Linked DNA regions of Rattus norvegicus: region 1 is linked to region 2. A link is a contact called in public Hi-C data. All regions are on one chromosome and are shown on one strand. Each heading gives the region's core, a stretch centred on a gene start, on an enhancer-like site or on the middle of the called end of the contact. The rest is flanking DNA. Distances are from core to core; before and after follow the strand shown.

Region 1 (5,977 bases), core at 2,196-4,695, 140 kb before region 2:
ATCAGGGAGATGATGACTGCGGTGTTGCCAACTAAACAACTCTCCTTAGTCCACCTGAAACCCACACCTAACCTGGATGACACCCACCCAGGTAGCTCTCTGTGGCCAAATACTACTCTTGAGTGCAGAAAGAAACCCTGTCTATCCCCCAGTACGGAGCCAATGAGAAACAATGCTGTCCTGACCACACATTCACTGTGGCCCTGAGTGACCTCACTTCCTCTAAGTAAGGAACTGCTTTGAATTATTTGGGAACTCGAAAGAAATAATAAATATGGTAAGGAAAAAAACCCACACCCTGGTTCTGAAACAAGGCCACCTATCCTCAGGGTTCTTGGCTGAACTTCCCACCAACACATGAGACAGCCTCCTACCATGTGAGCGCTCACAGACATAATGAATGTCCCATCCAGAAACCGGATCAGAGCCATTGTGCTCTGCAGCCCAAGGGAGCAGAGCCACATCTAGCGGAGAGATCTAGATGTCCCTGTACCATACAAACGCTGCCAGCTGGCAGGATATAGCCCGAGTCTGCATTCCCACCAGCTTAGGACCTGGGCAAGACAATAGGAGGTCCGGGGTTCCCAAGCCATGCTACGAAAGCTTAGGTTCCTCTTATACACCAGCCTTCAGGCTAGCAGAGACAACAGAAACACTAGAAGATGCCAGCTATTTAGCGGGCACAGCCTTCAACTGCAGCTTTCCCATGCTGCTCAGGGCTCCACCCCTAGCAGCTCAAGGCCACCTGAGATGGTCTCCATATCTCCCAGCTGGGGGCTGGAGAACAAAACACTGTCCACTCCCAACCTATTGGTTCTTTGCAAAATCATCACTGTAAAATTCCACAGTCCCTGGGATGTGTTTATAAGAAACTTTTTTTTTTAAAGCGAAGCTTGGGGGAGCACAGGCTAATCATCTCCCTTTATAAACAAGACTAAGCCAGTATATTTTTAACAAGAAAGGCATTGGCTACCTAATCCCCGCAGAAAATGTCCTTGCCTGACACCTGGGCCCATCTGCTTTTTCCTAGGCTGTTTGCTTCCACTGTAACAGGAGATAGGTGTCCCAATACCTGGGGAGTTTGAAAACAGTCATTACTACACCTGTTTATCAATTTTATCTAAGCACATAGATTTCAATTATCAGACTCTTTGTTTGTTTATCGTTTATTCATTCTGAGACATGGTACGAAGGCAACATAACCCAAGCTGGCCTCGAACTCACAGCAATCTTCCTGCCTCAGCCTCTGGAGTTCCGGAATCACAGGCATGCACCCAACCTAACAGGCAACAAGAAACATTTTAATACCTCTGGTTGCTTAACTGAAAAGTACAAATGCCTTCGGGGCCCAAATTCCATTCTGTTTGCTACAAAATCTCAGAAAAAGAAAAGTTCTGAAGTTTCTGAGGCTCTCTCCTCCTCCCTCAGTGACTCTAAAAGTTTATGAAGGAGTGGCCCTTCGGTCTCAGCTCTGAGTAACTTCAACCAACTTCCCTGTGTAGATTTGAAAATTAAAGAACTCCACCTCAAAGCCTCACACAAAAAGCCACTGTTCTGACTAACCAGGGTGTTTCATGGTCTTTCTTTCTTCTTCTTTTTTTTTATCCCATCTAGAAAGCCTACCCTTGGCTGGCTCTGGGTCTGATTAGAAATCATAATACCTTCTTAGCTCCCTAAGGATTCGCTATTAATACTGGCTAAGCTCACGTCCCAAGCCCTGACTCAGTTGAGCACAGCATGCTGCCGTGTAACTTTCTGGAACTTAAAGTGTGTGTGTGTGTGTGTGTGTGTGTGTGTGTGTGTGTGTGTGTGTGTGTGTGTGTGTTTGCACTGTGCATGCCCCTTTAAAAACAAACCGGAGGCGCCCAACAAGCAGCTAGCAAGCAGCAGACTTCCCCAGCTTTTACACCTCGGCTCGCAGACAGCTCCTTCCAGCCCCTGCTGCCTCCTGGAGGCAGTGGCTGAGCTCAGCAGAGAGCAGCACACAGTGTTTACCTCTCAGACTGGGGAAAATTAGAGCAAAATGTTTCCAAACTGGAGCTTTTGCATAGCTCCGGGTAGAAACGGGAGTTTTCATTCCATCTGGGGCAAGCTCCTATTCAGATGGGAGAAAGACTGGGGCTTTATCCATTTAAAATCTGCAGCGAGCCAGGCACAAAACCCAGAACCACCCCCATTCCTCCTTTCTGGTCCTATCCATTTGAGCTCCACATTCTCCTGAACTAAATAAAGACCCACAAAGCCAGCATCTGCTCCTTCAAAGAAAAACAAAGTTTCCACACTGGTACAATGCAGACTGGGGTCTTGGGGATCCCACTGACCCGAGACACCTTTAAAAGGATGTTTGCTCCCACTCCACTTCGAAACAATTAATTAATCTTGTTTGTGAGCAAATGAATGGAGAGACAGAGAGAGAGAGAGAGAGAGAGAGAGAGAGAGAGAGAGAGAGAGAGAAAGAGAGAAAGGGGAAGAGACAGCCAGTCTGCCTTTCACAGTGCTTCATTCTCCTAGCAGTTAGCAGCCAGGAGTCTTGGCTAACCACGGATCCCCTGACCTCAGGGCAGTCCTCGCTCCCAGCCACCCAGCGAACCTTTATGCACCCTAACAAAGTCAGCAACACTCACAGTTCACTTGGAGAGCAGGTTTAAATTATAAAATACTAGACTTTTTTTAGTACCTGCTTTTTTTTTTAACCCCAGCTGAAGTTGGACAATACTTTCTAGGAGAACAATAAATACTCAAAATTAGACTAGCAAAGATACCATGAAGAGATAAGACGAAGAGTAGCTAACATTCAATTTACAACTTCCAGAATTCAGGAGCTGTGAATTAATCCATCCCCACCCCCAGAGCACGGAGTTTAAACTCATCCTAGACATAGACGGCTCAGCCCAGTTGTCTGCACCACTGGAGGATACCACTGAACACATCGTATGCCTTTCTGGAAGTTACGTTTGTGTTTTTACAGCTAGTTCTACGCACTTCCAATCTGATAACCAGAAGTAGGGGCTGGCAAATATTGGTACCAAGTTCACCCCTAAGTCAGCCTTGGGCAAGCTCCGTGGGGCATTCCATGTTCTCTGCAAAGTTTCCCTGCCTCCTGGAACTTAAGTACTGGCAGAAACAAATCAGAGTCCAGTAGCAAACAAACGCACGGAGATTTCCCTCCACAAGTGACTGAACTCGAATCCCCCAAAGCAGAAGCAGTAGCTTGCAACGCAGCCTGCAATCAGCTTTGAGCTCTCCAAACCGGACCTGCAGGCTCTGAAGCCCCCAGCTCAGGGATCTAAGAGTTCTCAGAAGTCGGGTTCGGGTAAGAACAGGAGCCCTGCCCCTTGCCGTGGTTGCTCAGCAAAGCTGTCCCAGAAGCAAGGTTTTCTTACCTCGCGGCTGCCTGGGCTGTGATTTGCCTTCCTGGCTTTGAGTGCTGCAGGCTCCTTCAGTGCTGAGCAGTTTGTAGCAACTGAGTTCTCTCCGGGCTCCGGACTTGCCTTTTATATACACTGCAGGAAAGTGCCTCTAGGTGGCAGTTTTGCAACCCTCATCTCCTCCTCCTCCCCCCCCCCCCCCCCCACCACAGCGCCGGCACGCAGGCTTGTACACGCGTACACGCCCTCCCGTAACCCTCTCTAGGTTGTTGTTTCCTGCACAAGCACATTCCTGGGAGCCCTCAAACCCCTTCCTTTGCAAAGGCTAGATCCTATTGGGGGAAATGCCCTCAGACGAAAACCCAAAAGAAGTCCTAGTACTTTCCAAAATGATCAAATATTGATCCTGTCTCAGGTATAGCTTTAATAATCCCACGAGTACCAGGAGTTCCTTTGAATGCCTGTAGCTTCAGGGAAGACTTTGTTCCCAAGACAAATTACTCTGAACTTTTGAACTTCGCTGTTGATTTGTCAAGCTTACTCTTTCTTTGTCGATGCCTCCTGAACAGAACTCACATTTTGGACAGGGAACGATTAATCCACCCTGTACGGCCATCACCCAGAAAGTGCCTTTAGGTTGGATTCTGTAGGAACTCTTACACAAAGTCCTTGAGTCCCTAGTAAGACCGCGTTCTACAGGGCTGAGCAATGCCAGTCGCTGAAAAGGTCTTGACGCAGGTGAAGTAGCAGCCCTTTATCGTCATGGTGAGCTTAGCCGACTTTTCTCGCTATCGTCATCTTTATCAAAATCTACATTCTAATCAAGATGCTCATTGTTCAGATTCCCTGTAAAAAGTGTCCCTTGCAATGCCTCACTTAGTAAAATGACCCAATCTTTTACTTTTAAAACTGTCACTGCAACGCCTCCCCAAGTGGCCCCCACCCTCCAAGAGCTGGCGGTCACTCTGCTCTCTCCCGGACTTCTGAAGAGCAAGTTACAGCGCCCAGGGTTAAGGCACTGGCTAAACGCAAAATCTCCTTCCTGCCTGCGCTAACACTTGCTCAGTCTATTTTCTAAGTTTCCTGGGAGTGACTGTTGAACACGGGAACCGGAGGACTCGGGGGTCAGAGTCTCACGTAGGCTAGAGAGCTTCGGTCTAGAGAAAAACCTTAACAAAAGAAGTGGTTTGTTTAAACAGCCTTGCACTTTACTCCTGGCGGGGCAGATCCTGAGGAGCACACCTGCTTTCCGGGCTGTAGGAGGGGTGCGCGTCTGCAAGGAGCAGTGTGAGATCTGGGTGGGGGGTCATGAAGCCTCCTGGGGTGTCTGTGACCCTCACTGCAGGGGAGAGGTCCTGAGGCCCGTGGGCGGGGTCTGTGGCCCGGAGGTGTAGTCTGTGGTCTCAAGGGTGGATCTGGGTCTGGCTAGAGGCGGGCGGTCCTTCCAGCTACAAAGACTGGTCTGTGGCCCCAAGCGGAGGGAGGTCTGAGTCAACTGGGAGGGTCTGTATGTACAGGGAGTGTCCTACAGCGTCAGGAAGGGACCTCTGAGGCCTCAGGGTCAGAAAAGGGTCTCGGGACCCAGCCAGGCCATCCTGTCCTAGGCCTTCTAGCTTTCATTCACTGGAGGCCCCGCAGGATTTGCTTCAGAGCAACCCGCCCCGTTTGGGATGCCAAAGCGCCTGCGCATCGCAGCACGCCCAGGCCTGGGGCCAAATCCTCCGCACGGAAGGCTCCCGACTGCCTTTGTCCAGAGCCCAGAGCTGCCTTGGAGCAAAGCAGAGACCTGCCCTCGTGCGGCCATCCCAGGATGTCCACAACCGGGACCGTTCTGCTTCTCACCGCGATACATAGACCAAGGCCGACCGCAGGGGACTGGACTTGCCTGTGGGAAGTGCGCTGGCTACAGCAGAGCTTTATTAATTAGACCATGCACTTGCAAAAAAGGAAGATGCAAAGGAATTTTTTTTAAAAAGCATAAAGTATGCACCCTCCCTGAGCATTGATTGTTTTGCCCCTTGCTGGACCATCCTGCCTCTAAGATTCTGGAGCCTCACCTTTTCTCAGAAACGAGGGTGAGGAGTAGGCAAGGTGGTTCGGGGATAGAGAATCCAGGAGACAGGCCTGATGGTTTTGATCTTGAGTTGCATCCCCAGGACCCAAATGTCGGAAAGAGAGAACCAATTCCCCCACTGAGAGAGCGGCTGCGGCCGGGGGGGGGGGGGGAGTGGGGGGAGGAGAAAATTATCAAGGGGCTCCAGAAAAGATTTACTTGGTAAGGTTAAGTATACTGGGCTGAGATACAGCATAAAATCCTATGTAATGTCTCCCTCCTTTGGCCAGGAGCCTGCCTCGTGACCCACACAGGAGAAGACAAATTCAGGACACGGATTCCTTGATGCTACAGGCCTAGGGGCCTGAGTGAGAAGGGTCAGGTATCTCCCAGTCAGCTCCACCCAACTTCCCTTTCCACACACCTAGACTCTGAAGCTAGACCCATCCAGCAGCCGTCCCCTCTGGAGCTGTTCTCCTGTTAGCATGCCATCCCCTCCTGCCTGAATCCCACCCACCCACTCAACACACCCCTGAAGGTCCAGGACTGGGTCCTG
Region 2 (5,735 bases), core at 1,512-4,011:
GTTCTCGTTTGGATCTCCAGGATCCTTTGTGTTTCTGGTGGCTTTCAACTGTGCTCTTCAGAGATGCTTCTCTTTCTTTTTCTCACTCCATCCCTGTGTGCTACCGCTGTCTTAACAGGGACACCAAGCCTAGTAGCTTAAATAGTAGAAATGGGCCGGCTCTCTGCTCTGCAGACCGGAAGTCCAAGGTTGAGATGTGACTGGGCAGGTTCCTTCTGACACTTCAAGGAAAGCACTCGGCCATGTCTCCTCTGCTTCTGGCGCTCACTGCCCTCCTGGTATCATTTGATGTGTGGAAGCTTCACCCAATCTGCACCCTCATCTTCAGGCCTATCCTCCCTCCAGGTGTGTCTTTCTGTGTATCCAATTTTCCCGTTCCTATAGGGACAGGAATCCTGATAATTTTCAGACCCCAGGTGGACCCATTGTCCAAAAGCATCTTCACAGATCTTCCTTCTGCGTGAAATCACAGGGTGAGAACAGGGCTTGAGGACGCCAGCGCACACGTACCAGAGCTGAGTGCAGCCCTCTGTGCACACCCTGCTTCTCTTCTTTCGATTGCTGTGCATTTCCTAACCCTTCATCACACCCTTTGTCTCAAAGGCCCTCTCTCCTGCTTTTATCTTTCCTCTCCTGTCCAGAAGATCTGGTGCTGGTACAGAGGATCCAGAACTTTCTGTACCCTGACTTTGTAGATGGGAAGAGACAATAGCTCCCACTCTGAGCAGCCATAAAACACAGAGACGTGCTTTCAGAGTGAGAGGCTCCTAACTTGGCAAACAGCCCGGGCTAGTTGGATCCTTCTCTCTATCAGAACCAACACCCACTAATTTAATTTAATATAATTTGTTTAAATAAAATCTGCTAGGTTCCAGAAAATATGGTTTGCCTAGATATTAATATGGATTTACACAAGCAAGAAAATTGAGGTTGCTTCCACTGCCCCCCTAATGCTGTGTTTACTGGCAGTGAGCACTAGATTTAACGGTTGCTACAGGGTCTCTTTCCCTTCTGGTGGAGGCTAAATTAACCATTCTGCTATTTATTACCTGCTCGTTAAAATGCAGGAGTCTCCGGGTCCGTAATGCAAGTGTCCACCATCACTCATTCCGCCAACCAATACAGTCGTCCTTGCCAAGGGCTTCTTTTTTTAATGCTGAGAATTTGGAAGGCAGCCCTGCACAAGACAGCGGCCAGTCTCTCGGTTTCAGCTCTAATTTTCCTCACGTTTGGAAATGCTCTAAGCACTGGGCGTCTACAGCACTTCACACACAGGAATGTGCTCTTTGCATCACACACACACACACACGCACACACACACACACGCACACACACACACACACACACACGCACACGCGTGCACACACAGGGTCAGTGAGCACCTGAAGTAGGAAAGGGGACAATCAGACACCCTGCCTCCTCCGTCTGGGAATATCTTCACTGTGCATTCAGAAACAGATCACGGGAGTCATCGTGGTGCATAAAGGTCCATCCTTGTGACAAATGGAGACAGCCAAACTAATTTTCTTGGTGACCTTATCTAAATGAGTTAGAAAATAACACTTCAGATTTATGGCTAGTTACAATTAAGCCCTTTGATATCTTTAATTAAACCTGTAGAGATTTATCTCTATATTATTCCTTTGGTAACCCTTTAAAAATGATAAAAATGTAAATTAATATTACCCTCAACAGGAGCTGTTTCTATTTGTCCTAAATTAGACTCAGACCCTTCCTTTCACACTGCACTGCTCAGGCACACATTCCACATGGACCTTAAATAATTTATGGTGGAACTTTCCACCAATGTTAGACGGAATCTTTTAGAGTCTGAAAAAAAAAACTGCAATATTTTAGTTTCTTTGTACGTCACTCAGAACTTCATCTCACTTCACACAGCCCAATGGTTATTTTTTTTTCTTTTTCTCTTTAAGTGATTCTGAGTGACAAGGCCAAGGCCCCTGGAACATGCGAGGCAGACAGTATTTTCCCCCCATAGGAGATGATTGTAACAGTTCATGTAATTTGCCTTTTATCACAACTGGTATAGCCGTGCTTTCTTGCCTGGTTTTTCTTCAAACCTTCTCTAAGAAAAGATGCCCTGGGTTCTTTCTGTGGCAGTGATTTTAAAGAACAAACAAACAGACAAAAAACACCTCTCTGACCAAAGGCAACTTGGGGAAGAAAGCGATCATTTGATTTATGCATCCAGGTCACAATTCATCATTGACCGGAGTCAGGGCAGGAAACCAAAGCAAGAACCACTGCTCCCTGGCTCTCTGTTCTGGCTTTTGCTCACTCGCTCACCCATGCTTGGCTAGCTTTCTTACACAGCCAGGACCACCTGCCAAGGGATGGCGCCGCCCACCATGGGCCAAGCCTTCCTACACCAACTGTCATAACAGGTCAATCCTTGATCAAGGCGTTCCTCTGCAATGACTCTAGGCTGTGTCAGGTTCACAGTTAAATATGAGTAGAACAGACACACCCACCAATGGTAGCTCTCCCCTGTAGTGTTTGCATTCTCTGGCCTTTCATTTTTCAGACCACCACGGTCTCCCATCCACTCATCCATGTTTCCTTCCTCCCTAGGTGAGTACAGCTACCTGGGGACGACTCTGCGTCAGGTTGCCATAGAGCCCATGCCATCCCTCCTGGACGTCAGACAGCTCATCACCCTGTATGGAATCTTGCCTCTGGGTAAGGACTGGCGTTCCCACAAGCTCGGACAGCAGCCTCCCTCTGGCTTTGATGGTATTTCCTGTTTGGCACCAAAAGTGCTTTTCACCTTCCCAGCTGAGGATGGGAAGCCTTGTCTCACTTCCGTACAGGCCCAGCAGAGAAGGGCAGGCTGGGAAGAGAGCTTCTGTGCCATCTCCAGGTCTAGCTCACATTACAGCAACCAGCTGGAGAGATGGCCTCTGAAGTCAATGAGCTGAGAAAGCTAAGGTGGCTGCGTGCCTTCCTTCACACACTACCTTCTGTGGCTGGGTCCTGATCTCCCCCACGGTCCCTCCATCACGGTCCTTCAGACACAGCTCTAGGCTGTGCCTAGGGATGCAGGAGGCACGAAGCCCCTCCCTTCCCTCTGTTTGGTGGTGGCTGCAGGAGGGCAGCCCAACAAGAGGCAGTGCTCTGCTTGCCGCTCTGAAGCTAGAAATTACAGCTTGTTTCGCCTGCTTCGATAACTCTCTCCCGCTTTGACTTAAGAACTTATGTCTGTTGGCAGGAAAGCTCTAAGGCCTCTCCTGACATTACGTCAGAAGTCGTGAATGTGATTTGGGGGCAGTATAAATGTCCAGGCACTATATTTCACATTGCATCACACGCAAATATATTGGAGCACAAGATTTAATGTCAACAAACTCAATGTGTAACGCTCGCAGGACCAGCCTAATAAAATACATTGAGTCTCACACCTTATCGTAACATAATGGGAGTCAGGAGACGCAAGGAGCTACTATTCCTGCTCAGTGTACACTACGCGGGTCCCTTGGCTGGCTATCCCTGCTACCCATGGTTTTCCGTTCTGCCTCAAAAGGACCCCACCCCTGCATGGAGAACACCACCACCCACTCTCCCACCGCACTCTACCCTCACCCCTCGCCACACACCCCCCATCAGCAGCTGCCAGGCCCTCCTGGCCACAGAGTCAGCTGGAAAGCTGGCTCTCCTGAAAGAGTTTTATGTCACCTGTTGGGGATGCAGACACAAGTAGGACAGATGAGCCACGTGCACAGGTATGCCTCCAGGTGTGTAAACTTCACGTGTCACCCCCACCTGCACGTGAATGCAACCTGGGGAGACGCTGGCATCTGCCAACAGTTCCTGAAGCTGCCCCTTGCTCCCCAACACACACATTCATAGGAGAACCCTCATGTGGAAAGTGGCGTCCTGTCAGAAAAGGGATGAGGCACAGCCTTAGGGGACAATGATTGTTTGGATCACTTCAGTGGCAGCCTCTGGCAGAAGCCCACACAGGTTCGTTTCCACACCTGGTTGGGAAACAGAGCCCCATCCTAGGTTGCTAGGACCAGGGCTGAGGCTTCCTTGATGCCCAGGGTATAAGAGAAAGTCCAGGACTTTCCCATCAGGTCCTGGAAGAGGCAGGGGAGACAGGGAGAGTGCGTCCCTGAGTACATGTGGATCACTGTCCGAAGGTCTCTTCCTATGGTCATGTACCCTCTACAACCCTACATCTCTGGATGACAGTAAAGTTAGGGAGAGACAGAAGTAGGGTCAGGACCCAGAACATCAGGCCTCTTGTTTCTCTACAGCCCTCCAGATCTTAGACAGATGCTATGCCCAAAGCTAGTAGTGTCCCGAACCCCTAGACCATGCCATGAGAATGAGGATCCCTGGGTTAGCTAGGTCCCAAGCACAAGGACTTTCCCTGGACCACCCTCTTCCCCTCAGAGTGGCCTCGGTGATCTCCCTAGAAAAGTGGTACCCTGCATTCGCATCTGGCACATCCTCCCTGAGGTCCCATCTGCCCTAAGCTCCTGACACCTCTTCCCAGACCTCTCCCAGCCCTGGCCCTGGCCAACACCCTTGGCAAGCCTATAATTCCCATCCACCTTTCAAGACAGCCAACTACTGCTATCAGTCTCCTCACATGCCTGACACCTCACCAATCAAAATGTATGCTGCTCCCTTAAGACCAACCTGATCAGACACTGTGCCTCCATCACTGGGACCCTCCTCACACACTGCCCCTGGGATCTCCTACTTCAAAGTCCCACATAGATGTCCCCTTCTTCCAGGGTCATCTATGACCTGAGACCCTAGCTGGAATTTTAGCTTCTCTGACATCTGAGGGTCTAGAGGTTCCAAGCGCCCTTTGCCTCGAGTTGTGAGTCCAGCCCCAGCCTGGCTTCCCACTGCAGGCTCACCTCCTCGGGGTCAGCTTCCTTCTGACCATAAACCCTTAGGGGCTCTTCTCAACCCTTAGCAGCTCGTCTCAAGATTTTTCCATATTTAAAACCCATCCTACTCAGCCACAGGAGTGCCAGGGCTTGCCGGAGCCACACCCAAAGCCTCCTTCCACACCAAGTATGAAGGAAAGAGGAATAAAGAGCCTCTCTCCCCCACCAGAAAATTGTCCCTCCACCACGTCATGTTCCTGGAGCCCCTTCTAACCATATAAACCTCGTTTATGTCACCAGAAGGAATATGTAGAATGGTGAGCCACTCTAAAGATATGTTTCTGGCTTTCAAACAATTCCCTGTCTTTTCAAATATTCTTGGAAGGAAAGGAAAGGGCAAATTATATTGAACCAGCCATGGTGGCACATGGCTGTGATCCTAGCATTAGAAAGGCAGAGGGAAAGGATCAGGCCAGCCTGGGCTATGAGGTAAGAACCTGTCTTGTGTTTTATAATTAATATTATTATATTCACATATTAACAGACATAGACAAGACCCAGAGTGTCCAAAACCAGAGCCCGCTGAGGACAGCTGCCCCCGTCTCTGCACTGAACAGCACTGGGTTCTGTGCATCTTGTACTGAGTGCCTACTCTGTTCTGTCACCCCCACCCTCGCCCCACCTGGCCCGAGGTACAGACTGTGCAGATTAGAACAGAAAGCAGGGACAATGAGAATCCAAGCTGCTCTATTGCCTAGTGCCAGGTGGCCTTTGGTCCTGGGGCCAGCTCAGGAGGAAAATCTCTAGGCTTTGGCCCTGGCTCCTTGGCCTTTCCCTCTGTTTCCTATGCTTCAATACATAGTAGAAAAG

The links. Hi-C and Micro-C count contacts between places; a contact is called where the count stands out from the background.
Region 1: a Hi-C map of the A7r5 cell line shows a contact between it and region 2, with 5 times the contacts expected there. The contact joins the promoter of Ackr3 here to the enhancer-like site in region 2. A contact is called at or near these places in 10 of 12 Hi-C or Micro-C datasets (the A7r5 cell line, the Rat2 cell line, Schwann cells and 5 more) and 1 of 1 datasets of contacts at active chromatin or transcription factors (oligodendrocytes).

The regions. Positions count from the first base shown.
Region 1 is chr9:98,244,822-98,250,798 of GRCr8, reverse strand. It overlaps Ackr3 (atypical chemokine receptor 3), which reads right to left and starts at 3,445. Exons shown (of 2, transcript NM_053352.2): 1 at 3,384-3,445.
Region 2 is chr9:98,099,482-98,105,216 of GRCr8, reverse strand. It overlaps Iqca1 (IQ motif containing with AAA domain 1), which reads left to right. Exons shown (of 19, transcript XM_017596905.3): 14 at 2,593-2,700. The region is part of intron 6 of LOC102554789 (a long non-coding RNA gene); the gene reads right to left. Among named protein-coding and RNA genes, the nearest start is that of Asb18, 59 kb to the right of the region's middle. Within about 2 kb of position 2,761, at least 5 of the 93 cell types and tissues checked have an H3K27ac peak or open chromatin away from gene starts, as enhancers often do. A contact at or near this core is called in the A7r5 cell line, where this site is marked.